Regions from separate parts of the Mus musculus genome. Here all the other regions are linked to region 3. A link is a contact called in public HiChIP or PLAC-seq and promoter capture Hi-C data. All regions are on one chromosome and are shown on one strand. Each heading gives the region's core, a stretch centred on a gene start, on an enhancer-like site or on the middle of the called end of the contact. The rest is flanking DNA. Distances are from core to core; before and after follow the strand shown. Region 1 holds the start of H1f0 (H1.0 linker histone). Region 2 holds the start of Tmem184b (transmembrane protein 184b). Region 3 holds the start of Sox10 (SRY (sex determining region Y)-box 10). Region 4 holds the start of Pdxp (pyridoxal (pyridoxine, vitamin B6) phosphatase).

Region 1 (2,700 bases), core at 196-2,695, 140 kb before region 3:
GCCTGGTCTCAGGGACTCCCAAGCCCAGTAACCCTTTCCCCACATCTCCCCCAAATTCAAAGCTCCCTCATCTAAGCTGCTCCTTCTGGTGTGACAAACAGCCCCAGGCCTTAGCAGAGGTTAGTTCATCTTGATCAGCTACAATTCCCCACTCCCAGGTTAATGTTTAATTAAACACTTTCGTGCCTTTTTGCTAGGGAATAAAAACACCAGGGTCCGGGGATCCAGCTCAGGTAGGCAATACCACCAGAACCCTACGGAGCCGCTGCCAAGAGGTCCTAACATTGTGAGTAGGATGTCTGCAGCAGACAAGAGGTTCTGGGCTCTCTGGGGGTCTCTTCGGCAAATCTCGGAGCCTCTAAACTCTCTCGGAGCCTAGGACTCCCAACAGCCCCAGGTCGGACTACAGATGGTGGCGCCCCTTGCTCACTTGGTGGATTTTTGCCAAGCAGGGCGGGAAAGATGGATACATTTTAACAAAGACATGGCATCTTCCCAGCAAAATGGCGGTGGTCGGGACCACGGCTCCCTGGTGGACTGCAAACCTCCTACACCTAAGTCACGACCAGGGAAAGGAGAACTCTCTCCTCGGCTTCTCCCGCTGCGCCCCATTTTTCCAAGTCTCTAAAAGCACAAGGAGCCTCTGCGCATCCTAAGGGTCCCCAGGATGTCTGATCAGAGCCATTGGACAGCACCTATGATAGAGACTGCACACACATCAAGCCACACCCCACCTTGAAGAGGCCAGTGGGAGAGGGGACCTTCACCCCTAGGGTGGGCCTGGGGGGTGGTGGTCCTGCTTCTTACATCCCCAAAACTCCCTAGCTAACAAGGCAGGCATGTAAATGAACTCATACTCAGATACATGGGAGATGTGGGGGGTCTTTGAGGAGAGCAGGCCGCCCGGGAGGCTTGTCCGCATCTTCCAGGGGTCCCAGGAAGCTTTGGGGGGCTCGGGCTCAGAGAGCAATCAACTCGCCGAGGTCCGGGGGTGCATCGAGGGGAGAAGGCGACTCAAGAGGGGGAAGGGACAAAGTTTGAAAGTGCCCTTCCAACTCTTTCAGGGAAAGTTTCCTTGAGGGCCTCGCAGGCAGAGAGGGGGTAGGGGTGTCAGAGGAGCTGTGGTCGGGTGACCCCCGAGAGGTGACCGGACCCTGGGGAGGCGACCCCTCCCCCCTTGTCCCGACTCGGCCCGGCTGGGAGTCGCCCAGCTCAGGGCCGCGTGTGTTAGTTGGGGCCGCTTCTGAGCCGCTCCGCCAGGTTGGGGGACCCCGCAGGCATCCGGGAGTGGGGCTCCTGGTAGTCCCAGGGGGGAGCTTTCCGACGGGGGGTCTCAAGCCCCGGGGCTCCCCGGCTCCGCAGAGCCAGCCCCCCGCAAAGGGGAAATGTGCCGGCGCCCCAGCGCTCCTCGGCGCCGTTTGAGGCTCGTGGCGGGCGCGGGGGGCGGCGGCCGGGGCGCCAGGGTCCCCAGAAGGGAAGCCTAGGGAGCCGGGCAGAGACCTCGAGAGACGGCGGGCAGCGGGAAGGCCCGGGCCGCCGGGAAAGGTCGAGTTTGCTCGGCGGAAGAAACACAGATGGCGGCAGCGCGGCGCCATTCCGGGCCGGGAGCAGGCAGCCAGCAGCCCAGTCCTCACCGCGGTCCGCCCGCCGCCGCTAAATACCCGGATGCGCCGCCCGAGCGCCAGACGCAGAGCTGGGAAAAGGGAGGCTGTGGAGGCGGAGGCAGCGCCAGGCGCCGGGCGAGCGACCGAACGGTGGGGGCTGGGAGCGCAGAGCAGCTCGCGACCCGCGCCGGGAGGACAGGAGCCACGCGTAGCCCGCGTCCCCGGCAGCCGCACTTGCGTCTGGCCTGCTAGTGGAGCGGGAGAGCAGATCGCGAGTCAGGTTCTGCACAGCCTCCGGCGAGGGCTGGCCCATCGGAAGGCTCCTTGAACAGTGGGAGCAGGCCGGCCACCATGACCGAGAACTCCACCTCCGCCCCGGCGGCGAAGCCCAAACGGGCCAAGGCTTCCAAGAAGTCCACGGACCACCCCAAGTATTCAGACATGATCGTGGCTGCTATCCAGGCAGAGAAGAACCGTGCCGGCTCCTCGCGCCAGTCCATCCAAAAGTATATCAAGAGCCACTACAAGGTGGGTGAGAACGCCGACTCCCAGATCAAGTTGTCCATCAAGCGCCTAGTGACCACCGGTGTTCTCAAGCAAACCAAAGGGGTGGGCGCCTCGGGGTCCTTCAGGCTGGCCAAGGGCGATGAGCCCAAAAGGTCGGTGGCTTTCAAGAAGACCAAGAAGGAAGTCAAGAAAGTGGCCACTCCAAAGAAGGCAGCCAAGCCCAAGAAGGCTGCCTCCAAAGCCCCAAGCAAGAAACCCAAAGCCACCCCTGTCAAGAAGGCCAAGAAGAAGCCGGCTGCCACGCCCAAGAAAGCCAAAAAGCCCAAGGTTGTCAAAGTCAAACCAGTCAAGGCCTCCAAACCCAAGAAGGCCAAAACCGTGAAGCCCAAAGCCAAGTCGAGTGCCAAGAGGGCCAGCAAGAAGAAGTGAAGACTTTGCTTGGGGACACTCCTTCCTCCCTCCTGTTTTCTGTAAATACATTTCCTCACTTGATTCCATCTGCAACCCTTTGCCCATTCTATTCTGACTTTATTAAAGAGGACAGAGTTTGGATCCCTCATACAGACATTGTGGAATGACTCCTTTTTCC
Region 2 (2,700 bases), core at 98-2,597, 240 kb after region 3:
TTCTTTTTCCTTTTTTTTTTTTTTTTTTTTTTTTTTTGCTGGCTTGTCCATCCCCCCCACCCCCCACCCCCCAGCACTGAATCCACCTCCATACTCCTCAGTCTTTTGTCTTCTGTTTCTGGAATCCCTGTGATTCTTTCCAATTCTGATTCTGCCCCAAGCACCTGAGAGCTCTTCGATGCCTCGATCCTCACATCTGTGTGCGGGGTGAGCACCAGTCTAGCTTCTGGGGCTCCCACACCCAAGGGTTCCAACTCCGGCCCTGCACAGAACTCTCAAGATACTCAGATGTGCCGAGCCCAAGGGCCCACCAAACTTGTTGACACGAAGAGGGATGCTGCAAACAGCCTGTCAAAAAAGCCAGACCGTGGAGACCTGCACCTCCCCCTGCTGCTGATGCTGGTGGGGTGTGTGTGTGTGTGTGTGTGTGTGTGTGTGTTGGCTGAGTCTGCAGCACTTGCCTCCAGGGCACAGATTGCTACTTCTCTCCTTACATAAAGCACCTGGCAGCCAGATGAATAATACATAGACCTTCACCTCACACCCAGGTATCAGGCAGGCAGACACCTGCTTTGCCCCACCAAGGCCTCCAAGGAGGGAGGGATGAGATGTCCCGCCTCATACAGTCCTCCAAGAAAGGATACAAACTAAAAATCCGAGCCCGTTCCCCAGACTCCCTAGCTTTGCCACTGCCTGGAGCTCCTTAGCCCCAAGCTAAGCATCCAAGCAAGGTGTCCAAGGGCGTGCCCAGGCAAACAGGCACCACACACCCAAACCAATCTCTAGGGTTCCTTTGAACACCCAGCATCCTGGGAGCCCCAGATCCCTATCCCCCTTCAAATCTACTGACCTGTGTGCAAAGCGCGCGCACACCCCCATTTACGCATGTACCGTCTCAAGGGCCGACCACCGGGCCAGGTCAAAGCCACTGCACTGAGGACCGACGTCTCCCCGCCCCGTTCGGTCGTGCCAGGCTGCAGCACACCCACCGCGGTGCGCACAGTCCCATCGGTAAGAGGCTGGGCCCCGCGCCGCCCACCCCGACTCCCCCACGAGCAGGTCCGGTTACACTCAGGGCCCCGCCACGCTGGCGAAGCGGGCACACCCACGGGCCGCTTGGGGGCCTCCGAGTCCCTGCCTCCCCGCGGGAAGTCCCCAGAGTGGAGTTCTCCCCAAGGTGCAGCCCCCGCCCGGTCCCCGTTCATCCCGTGCATCCGCCGCCCGGGTACCTCAGGAGCCCATGGCGCTGGAGACTGCAGGCGGAGCAGGCGGCGCCGCAGCCCGGTATCTCGGCCGCCGCTGGCGCGTCCCGAGCCCCGCCGGGTACCGCCGCGCCGCGCCTGCGCACTAGGAACGCCGCTGGCGGGGGCGGGGCCGGAGCGCGCCGCTGAGGTCACTCGCCGAGCCTTAAAGGGGCCGCGCGCTGCGAAGCACCACGCGCAATCTCGGGTCAGGAGAATGGTGAGGTCCTCTTGCAACTCGCAAACGCACCGCGAGAGACCCAGGGCCCAGGTTTCCTAGTCCAGTCCCACCCACCACAGTCCTGGGATGCACAGTCTGACCCGCGGGATACAGACTGTCCCGGACACTCGCGAGCTAGCTTGAGTTTCAATTCTCTGAAAGCCTTGTATATGCCAACGCTGAAGGTGAAACGAAATCTAGTTGACGTTTGAGACAGGGAGGGTGAGTGTGAGACTGTGGAACGGACTTCCACGGAACGTTTTGTATAGTTATGCAAAATGAAACTGCTCTAGTGGAGCTGCCCCACCTCATTCCTAGCAGCCTAACGAACCGATTCTAGAGGAGTCATTCCAGCCCCTACCCCACTTTGATTTGTGAGGTCCTCGTCTTACCCAGATGACTGAAATGTGTAATATGCAACCAAGTTTATTTTTATCTCCAGCTCCAAATGTCTACCGACGCCTCTTACTTAGCGGGCTCAGCTGCTTTCCCCTCCACACACATTTCTTCTTCACAGCATTCCCCAATCCCTGCTTCCAGTCTTCAAGCCAGAAAGTCTAGTATTATCCTTGAGTGCTGCCCTCCCTCTCCCCCTCGTCCCATCAGCTTGGGCAAGACATCCTGTATCCCTAGACTCTGACCTCCACACTACTGAACTGCTGTCATGTCCAGGCTCTGCCCAGGTACTGTGAGCATCTACTTAGCCCGATTTTCCAACCTTGTCCTCGGCGGGTCTGTGCCAATGTGAGAATCAGGGATTCCTTTAAAAATCCAAATCGTTGGAGGAATGCTTGCTTACCATTCACCAGACCCTCAATATAATTCTTTGCACCAAAGTAAACAAACAAACGAACCCACCCAAGATGAACTATATGGCACTTTGCTCAAAACCCTTAATTAGTTCCTCATGCCATTCCAAATGAAGCCAACATCTGCAGATCTCTGCACAGCCTTGATCCAGCATCACCCTCCGCAGGCATGCCTGGCCTCATCTCCTTTTCCTGAACACTGACCTCTTGCTTTCCCTACAACCAAGTACAAGCATTCAGCTTCCATGCCTTTGCACCTGCTGTCCCCTCTGCTGGGGCTACAGTTTCCCCAGACATGTCTTCAAAGTCTTGCTTGGCTGGCTTTACTAGGGAAGCTGAAGCAGGATTGTTCTGAGACAAATACCTCCTTCCCAGAGTAAGATTGCTGAGCCCCTCACCTGCAGTCCATAGTCAACATCTCACTGTGCCC
Region 3 (2,700 bases), core at 71-2,570:
ACCAAACTTCCATAGGTTGGTCTCCCCTGAGAGAGAGGCCTGGGCGATCCTGTTCTGGGGTCCCAGGCTAGCCCTAGTGCGCGCGCACGAGGGGGGTGTTGGGCCGGGGCAGCGCTCACCTCCAGAGCTTGCCTAGTGTCTTGCTGAGCTCAGCATTGTGGAGGTGAGGGTACTGGTCGGCTAGCTTTCTGCGTGCCGCCTGTGCCCACACCATGAAGGCGTTCATGGGCCTCTTGACGTGCGGCTTGCTCTTGCTGGCACCGTTGACGCGCACGGGCATGGGCACCAGCGTCCAGTCGTAGCCGCTGAGCACCTGGCTGACCGCCTCGCGGATGCACACGGGGAACTTGTCATCGTCCGCCTCGCCGTCCTGCTGTTCCTTCTTGACCTTGCCCAGTTCACCGGGCCCCGGGCTGGCTCGCAAGCCCGAGCCACCGCCGCCGCCGTCGGGTCCCAGCGACGGCGCGCTGCCTGGGGACAGGCAGCGGGGTTCCTCCGAGCCCACAGGGCTCAGCTCCACCTCTGATAGGTCTTGTTCCTCGGCCATGTCGCTCCCGGCCGCCGCCGCTTCGGCCGCCTCCCCCGGGCCCGCCGCCGGGGTCCTCGTGAAGAGCCCAACGCCCACCTGGACGGGAAGGAGGGCGCGATGGAGAGGCGCTGGGCGCCACTCCCGGCACGCGGGTGCAGCCCCGAAGTGGCGACTCTCCCTGCCTGCGCTAAACCCACTCGGGCCTGGGCGCGTGCACATGCCAGACCCTAGGTGGGTGCGTCCCGCCTCCACGTCTTCCCACCCCCTGATCCCAACCGTCTCTAGGTGTGGGTGTTTTTTTTTTTTTTTTTTTTTCGTTTTTTTCCCCTAAACCTCCTTTTGGGTGGAGGTTTGTTGATGGAAAGGAAGAAAAACGGACCCTTTATTCGGCTCTAATCCGGGCCCCTGGAATTTCCCACCTTTTCGCTCACCTCTCTTTCCCCTCGTCTGCTCTGACAGCCTAGGGGAGCAGAATGGGGGGACGCAGGCCTGCCTGCAGGGTGTCAGACTCTCCCATCGCAAAGCAGGGGTGACCCAGACCCCCGGTTGGCACTCCGGGCCCAGGGGCGCAGTGCGCACTCACCTCCTCCGACCTCTCCTCCAGTCTGGGGCTCGTCCTGAGGAAGTGGAAAACCGTGTCCCAAGGTGTGCGGTCCAGCTCGGGGCTGGGGAGTGACGCTGATGGACTGGGAGGGAGGGGCTGGGGGGCCCTGAGCCTCAGGCCACTGCCTTGTCTGGACGGAGCCTGAATCCTCACCACCAAACACCCTGGCTGGACAGCCGAGACTGACTGAGCCGCTGCAGACGGCTGGGGAAGGAAGGAGGGGGAGGGGAGGGGGAAAGGAGGGAGGGAAGGGCAGAAGGTGGAGCCTCCAGCGCTGCCTTCATCCCCAACACCCAGGACGCCTCCACTCTGCCCAGCCCCCCCCCCCCCAACCCCAGCCCTGTGACCCGCACTGCTGCCTAGGCCCGTCTCCCTGGACTCAGCTTGGGTTTGGCATCTGGTGTGAGCATGGGGATATTTTAGGTCTGGGAAGGGAGAGATACAGGTGGCACAGTCAGAACCTGTTGCCTGGGACCCTAAACCATTGCCACAGGTGGTGGCATGGACAGTTGACAAAGGACTGGAGAGAGGTGTGAGGAGAGTGGATAACTTGAAAGGGTCGTGGCCTGTGTTGCTTCATTTGAGAAATCCCACTGAGTCCCACTGTGTGCTAGGCACCGCAGCCTGCAGTAGGTATCAGACCCTCGCCTTCTCCTGTCCTCTCCAACACAGCTGACCCAAGCCAAGCCCCCCAGGACCGCAGCTGGATAACCTTTGCCCTGTACACATACAACCCCCAGATTCAATCCGTGATCCCTTCTCTCTAAGATCCTAGCATCCAGAAGGCTGGACTGGCCCAGGATAGAGAGAGACACAGGAGGCTGAGGCAGGGTGAGAGTGCCCTACTCTTCAAGAAGGGTGAGGGGGACTTTGGGGAGGGGGTGTCTCTCACTTCCATGAAGGGCTCTTCCTCTCCCTGGAAAGGAGACCCAGTCCTGGATGTCTGGATGTGAAGTCCCTTACTCTCCCACACTGAGAAAAGACAGGAACTGCCCTGGCTCTCACAGCCCCCGCCCCCTTTCTGCCCCTCAAGCCGATTCTTTGTTCTTCCTCCCGTTGCCCCAGGGCTCCTATCCTTGGTCTCACCTCTACAGCCTAGTTAGTGTCCTTTTCTCTTCTCAGTGAAGGCACCCTTTCCTGGTTGAGTGGCTAGGCGGAACTGGGGTGCCCACGGAGGGACAAACAGAGGAGCATGGGCCACCCCACTGACAGTGTGTGGCTTCTCTGTCCCACTTAGCTAGGTAAGGCCCTAGGCCCACACCAAACAGGTACCTTCTGGAGTCGAGCTGGAACTGGGGTCTGGAGAATCAAGGCCTCAATGATTGGGAGGGCCCCAGGGTGGATAGTGGGGACACAAAGAGATAGTCACATAGGGCAAAGGCATGTCGAGGGGGTGGCAGACATTGGTAACACACACTCACACATGCTTGCGCACACACAACCAGCCAGACAATTGGGCCAGTGTGTCTGGGGCTGCAGAGCCCAGTGAATTAGGAGTTTGATAAGGGTTTTCTCTTTCTCTCGCTCGCTGGCCTTGGACAATCTCCCCCCAGTTTTCCTCGACGCC
Region 4 (2,700 bases), core at 90-2,589, 250 kb before region 3:
GGGCTGGCAGAAGTGGGTCAGTGCATCTGGAAGCCCAATTTAGTAACCGAGTGGAGGCAGGGGCATGCTGTCTATGGTCTTCTAGGCTAAGAAACCCATTACAAAAGGCACAAAGAACAGAAAATAGTTGGGCCTCAAAGGCACGGTTTTTCTTCGGTCTCTTCCCTTCAGTTGCTCTGGGTTAGACAGCTACAGTTCTGCTTAGAACCAAAATATTGTGACAGTACAGATCCCTGTTCATCCCTGGTCCCCATACTTTGAATTACTGGTTATTCAAAGGCTTGACAGATTAAAAGGTTTCCGTCTACAAAATGGAGACCTAGGCAGTTGGGATCACCCCATCAATAAAATGGGTTACCAATTGGGCCTGGCCATCAAAATAGTGCCTAGTGCCCCCACACACATAAAACATGAAATCAGATCTCTGGGTTCCTGTCTTACAGCCATGTGTTTGATTATCTATTTATTTATTTATTGGGTTTTTTTTTTGTTTTGTTTTTTTGTTTTTTGAGACAGGGTTCTCTGAATACCCTTGGTCCTAGTACTTGCTCTGTAGACTAGGCTGGCTTGGAAATCAGAGCTCTTCCTACCTCTGATTCTGAGTGCTGGGATTAAATGTATGTGTTCGCATCGCCCGGCTAGAACGTTTTAACATTCATCTGTGTGGATGTGTGTGTGGAGGTCAGAAAACAACTGGAAGGAGTATGTTCTCTCCACCGTGAGGTTTCTGAAGAAGGAACTCGGGTCCTCAGCCTTGACAGCAAACTGCCATCATCTGCTGAACCATTCCACTGACCTGTACCTGTGTTTTAAAAATCATTTATCTAAAGCCATCGAACTATAAAGTATACATCTTACTAAACGGAAATTATACAACAACAACAACAAAAAAAAAAAACAAGTTCCCCAGGAGACTCCACAGCACAGTCAGATGACCAGAAGGATCACTGACCAGGTCTAAGAGCCCAGGCCAGCTTGCGAAGTCACGGGTGATGGAGCCCTGGCTCCATCACATCCACATGTTTCTAATGAGCCTCAATGGTTCCGAGGGCAACAAGATGTGGCCCGAAGACAACATCTCTCTCAGCCTCTGTTTTTCTCCTAGCAACCATCTGGCCTACGTTTTTAATTGGCTGGGAAGCGCACGGCGATTCGCTGCAGACCAGGCTGTCTCTTCATTGGTCGCCTCCTTCTAGTGGCGCCCGCGGTCCCGCCCCTTTCTCCGAGCTCCTTCGGGATCGGCCAGCACCTTCGACTAAATTCTAGTCGCTATTGGCTGAAGCCTGTGTTCGTAGCCCCGCCTCCTCCCCGTTCTGCGCGCCAATTGGTGAAGCTGCCCCTTGTCCACGGAGGGAGCGCAGCGCGCGCGTGCGAGCGGCCAGCCGGCTGCATGGCGCGCTGCGAGCGGCTGCGCGGCGCGGCCCTGCGCGACGTGCTGGGCCAGGCGCAGGGAGTCCTGTTCGACTGCGACGGAGTGCTGTGGAACGGCGAACGCATCGTGCCGGGCGCCCCTGAGCTGCTGCAGCGGCTGGCGCGGGCCGGCAAGAACACGCTGTTCGTGAGCAACAACAGCCGGCGCGCGCGGCCCGAGCTGGCGCTGCGCTTCGCCCGCCTGGGCTTCGCGGGGCTGCGCGCCGAGCAGCTCTTCAGCTCCGCGCTGTGTGCCGCGCGCCTCCTGCGCCAGCGGCTGTCCGGGCCGCCCGACGCATCGGGCGCAGTGTTCGTGCTGGGAGGCGAGGGGCTGCGCGCTGAGCTGCGCGCCGCGGGGCTGCGCCTGGCGGGGGACCCCGGCGAGGACCCGCGCGTGCGCGCCGTGCTCGTAGGCTACGACGAGCAGTTTTCCTTCTCCAGGTTGACCGAGGCGTGCGCGCACCTGCGCGACCCCGACTGCCTGCTCGTGGCCACCGATCGCGACCCTTGGCACCCGCTCAGCGACGGAAGCCGGACCCCCGGTGAGCACGGGACTGGGCGCGGGGATGTGTGCTGGGACCTGACGCGCTTTTCGGAATTCCTGCAGCTGCCGCCTGTCGGATAGTGGCCGAGGACCAGTTTGACACACGAGCCACCTTAGGCTCACTGTAGCTCAGGGAATTGCAGGTGGGATACAGATTTGGAACCGGCCTCTTGGGCTTTTGTCATTGGCCCCACCCACTTTGCAGGAGGGTTTGTCGAAGCGGTCTGGAAGGATGATGCCGGTGGAGAGCTGGATCCGCGCATCCAGAATCAGGGTAGTGGGGAAACTAGGGGGTAGTGGAGCTTGACCTTAGGCCAGTGGGGAGACTGGAAGGTAGTGGAGCTTGACCTCAGTTCCAGTTCTGGCCCTGTTTGGTTAACCCTGTGAGTTACATAACCTCGGAACCTGGTTTCCAGTGGGGTTCTTTACCATGTCGGTTATCCCCAGGCTTTTGAACCCAGCCCTCTAGTTTATTAATAGCTTCCTGAAGCTCCTTAATGGTGCCTTCATTTCCTTTCCAGATTAGTTCAAAAATAAGAGTTTTGGCCCATTTCACAGTTAAAGAAATTGGTACTTAAGGGAGGTGAGCTGCCAGGGAACACACAGCATAGAGCAGGGGAACCTGACTTGGCCTTTGGGGACCCCCCATCCATCCATCCACCCATCCAAGAGCAGTCCAGGCTGTTCAGGCCTGTACCTAAACAGAAGCGCTGACCTCTGGCATGAGCCCCAAGAGATGGAGGGAT

The links. Promoter capture Hi-C pulls out the DNA fragments that hold promoters and counts their contacts. HiChIP or PLAC-seq counts read pairs in DNA pulled down with a chosen protein or histone mark. Capture Hi-C pulls out chosen DNA fragments and counts their contacts.
Region 1: a contact with region 3 is called in a promoter capture Hi-C map of liver. The contact joins the promoter of H1f0 here to the promoter of Sox10 in region 3. A contact is called at or near these places in 2 of 39 promoter capture datasets (hematopoietic stem and progenitor cells and hippocampal neurons), 3 of 484 Hi-C or Micro-C datasets (the G1E-ER4 cell line, embryonic stem cells and myocytes), 1 of 115 datasets of contacts at active chromatin or transcription factors (pancreatic cancer cells) and 3 of 9 other capture datasets (adipose tissue, liver and pancreatic islet).
Region 2: a contact with region 3 is called in an H3K4me3 HiChIP or PLAC-seq map of bone marrow-derived macrophages, with 7 times the contacts expected there. The contact joins the promoter of Tmem184b here to the promoter of Sox10 in region 3. A contact is called at or near these places in 4 of 39 promoter capture datasets (frontonasal cranial neural crest, hematopoietic stem and progenitor cells, liver and 1 more), 1 of 484 Hi-C or Micro-C datasets (embryonic stem cells), 2 of 115 datasets of contacts at active chromatin or transcription factors (bone marrow-derived macrophages and pancreatic cancer cells) and 1 of 9 other capture datasets (adipose tissue).
Region 4: a contact with region 3 is called in a promoter capture Hi-C map of stem cell-derived epiblast-like cells, with 2.6 times the contacts expected there. The contact joins the promoter of Pdxp here to the promoter of Sox10 in region 3. A contact is called at or near these places in 7 of 39 promoter capture datasets (the 3T3-L1 cell line, cranial neural crest, embryonic stem cells and 3 more), 4 of 484 Hi-C or Micro-C datasets (cardiomyocytes, cerebellar granule neurons and olfactory sensory neurons), 2 of 115 datasets of contacts at active chromatin or transcription factors (embryonic basal ganglia and pancreatic cancer cells) and 1 of 9 other capture datasets (pancreatic islet).

What each region holds. Positions count from the first base shown.
Region 1 is chr15:79,026,767-79,029,466 of GRCm38.p6, forward strand. It overlaps H1f0 (H1.0 linker histone), which reads left to right and starts at 1,446. Exons shown (of 1, transcript NM_008197.3): 1 at 1,446-2,700. The coding sequence starts at 1,956. The coding sequence ends at 2,540.
Region 2 is chr15:79,401,956-79,404,655 of GRCm38.p6, forward strand. It overlaps Tmem184b (transmembrane protein 184b), which reads right to left and starts at 1,348. Exons shown (of 9, transcript NM_172608.1): 1 at 1,230-1,348.
Region 3 is chr15:79,163,170-79,165,869 of GRCm38.p6, forward strand. Sox10 (SRY (sex determining region Y)-box 10) reads right to left here and starts at 1,321. Exons shown (of 4, transcript NM_011437.1): 1 at 1,113-1,321; 2 at 120-625. The coding sequence starts at 547. RefSeq lists enhancers at 1,178-1,836, 2,362-2,700, 2,526-2,700.
Region 4 is chr15:78,912,580-78,915,279 of GRCm38.p6, forward strand. Pdxp (pyridoxal (pyridoxine, vitamin B6) phosphatase) reads left to right here and starts at 1,340. Exons shown (of 2, transcript NM_020271.3): 1 at 1,340-1,952. The coding sequence starts at 1,391. All of the region lies in intron 5 of Gm30368 (a long non-coding RNA gene), which reads right to left.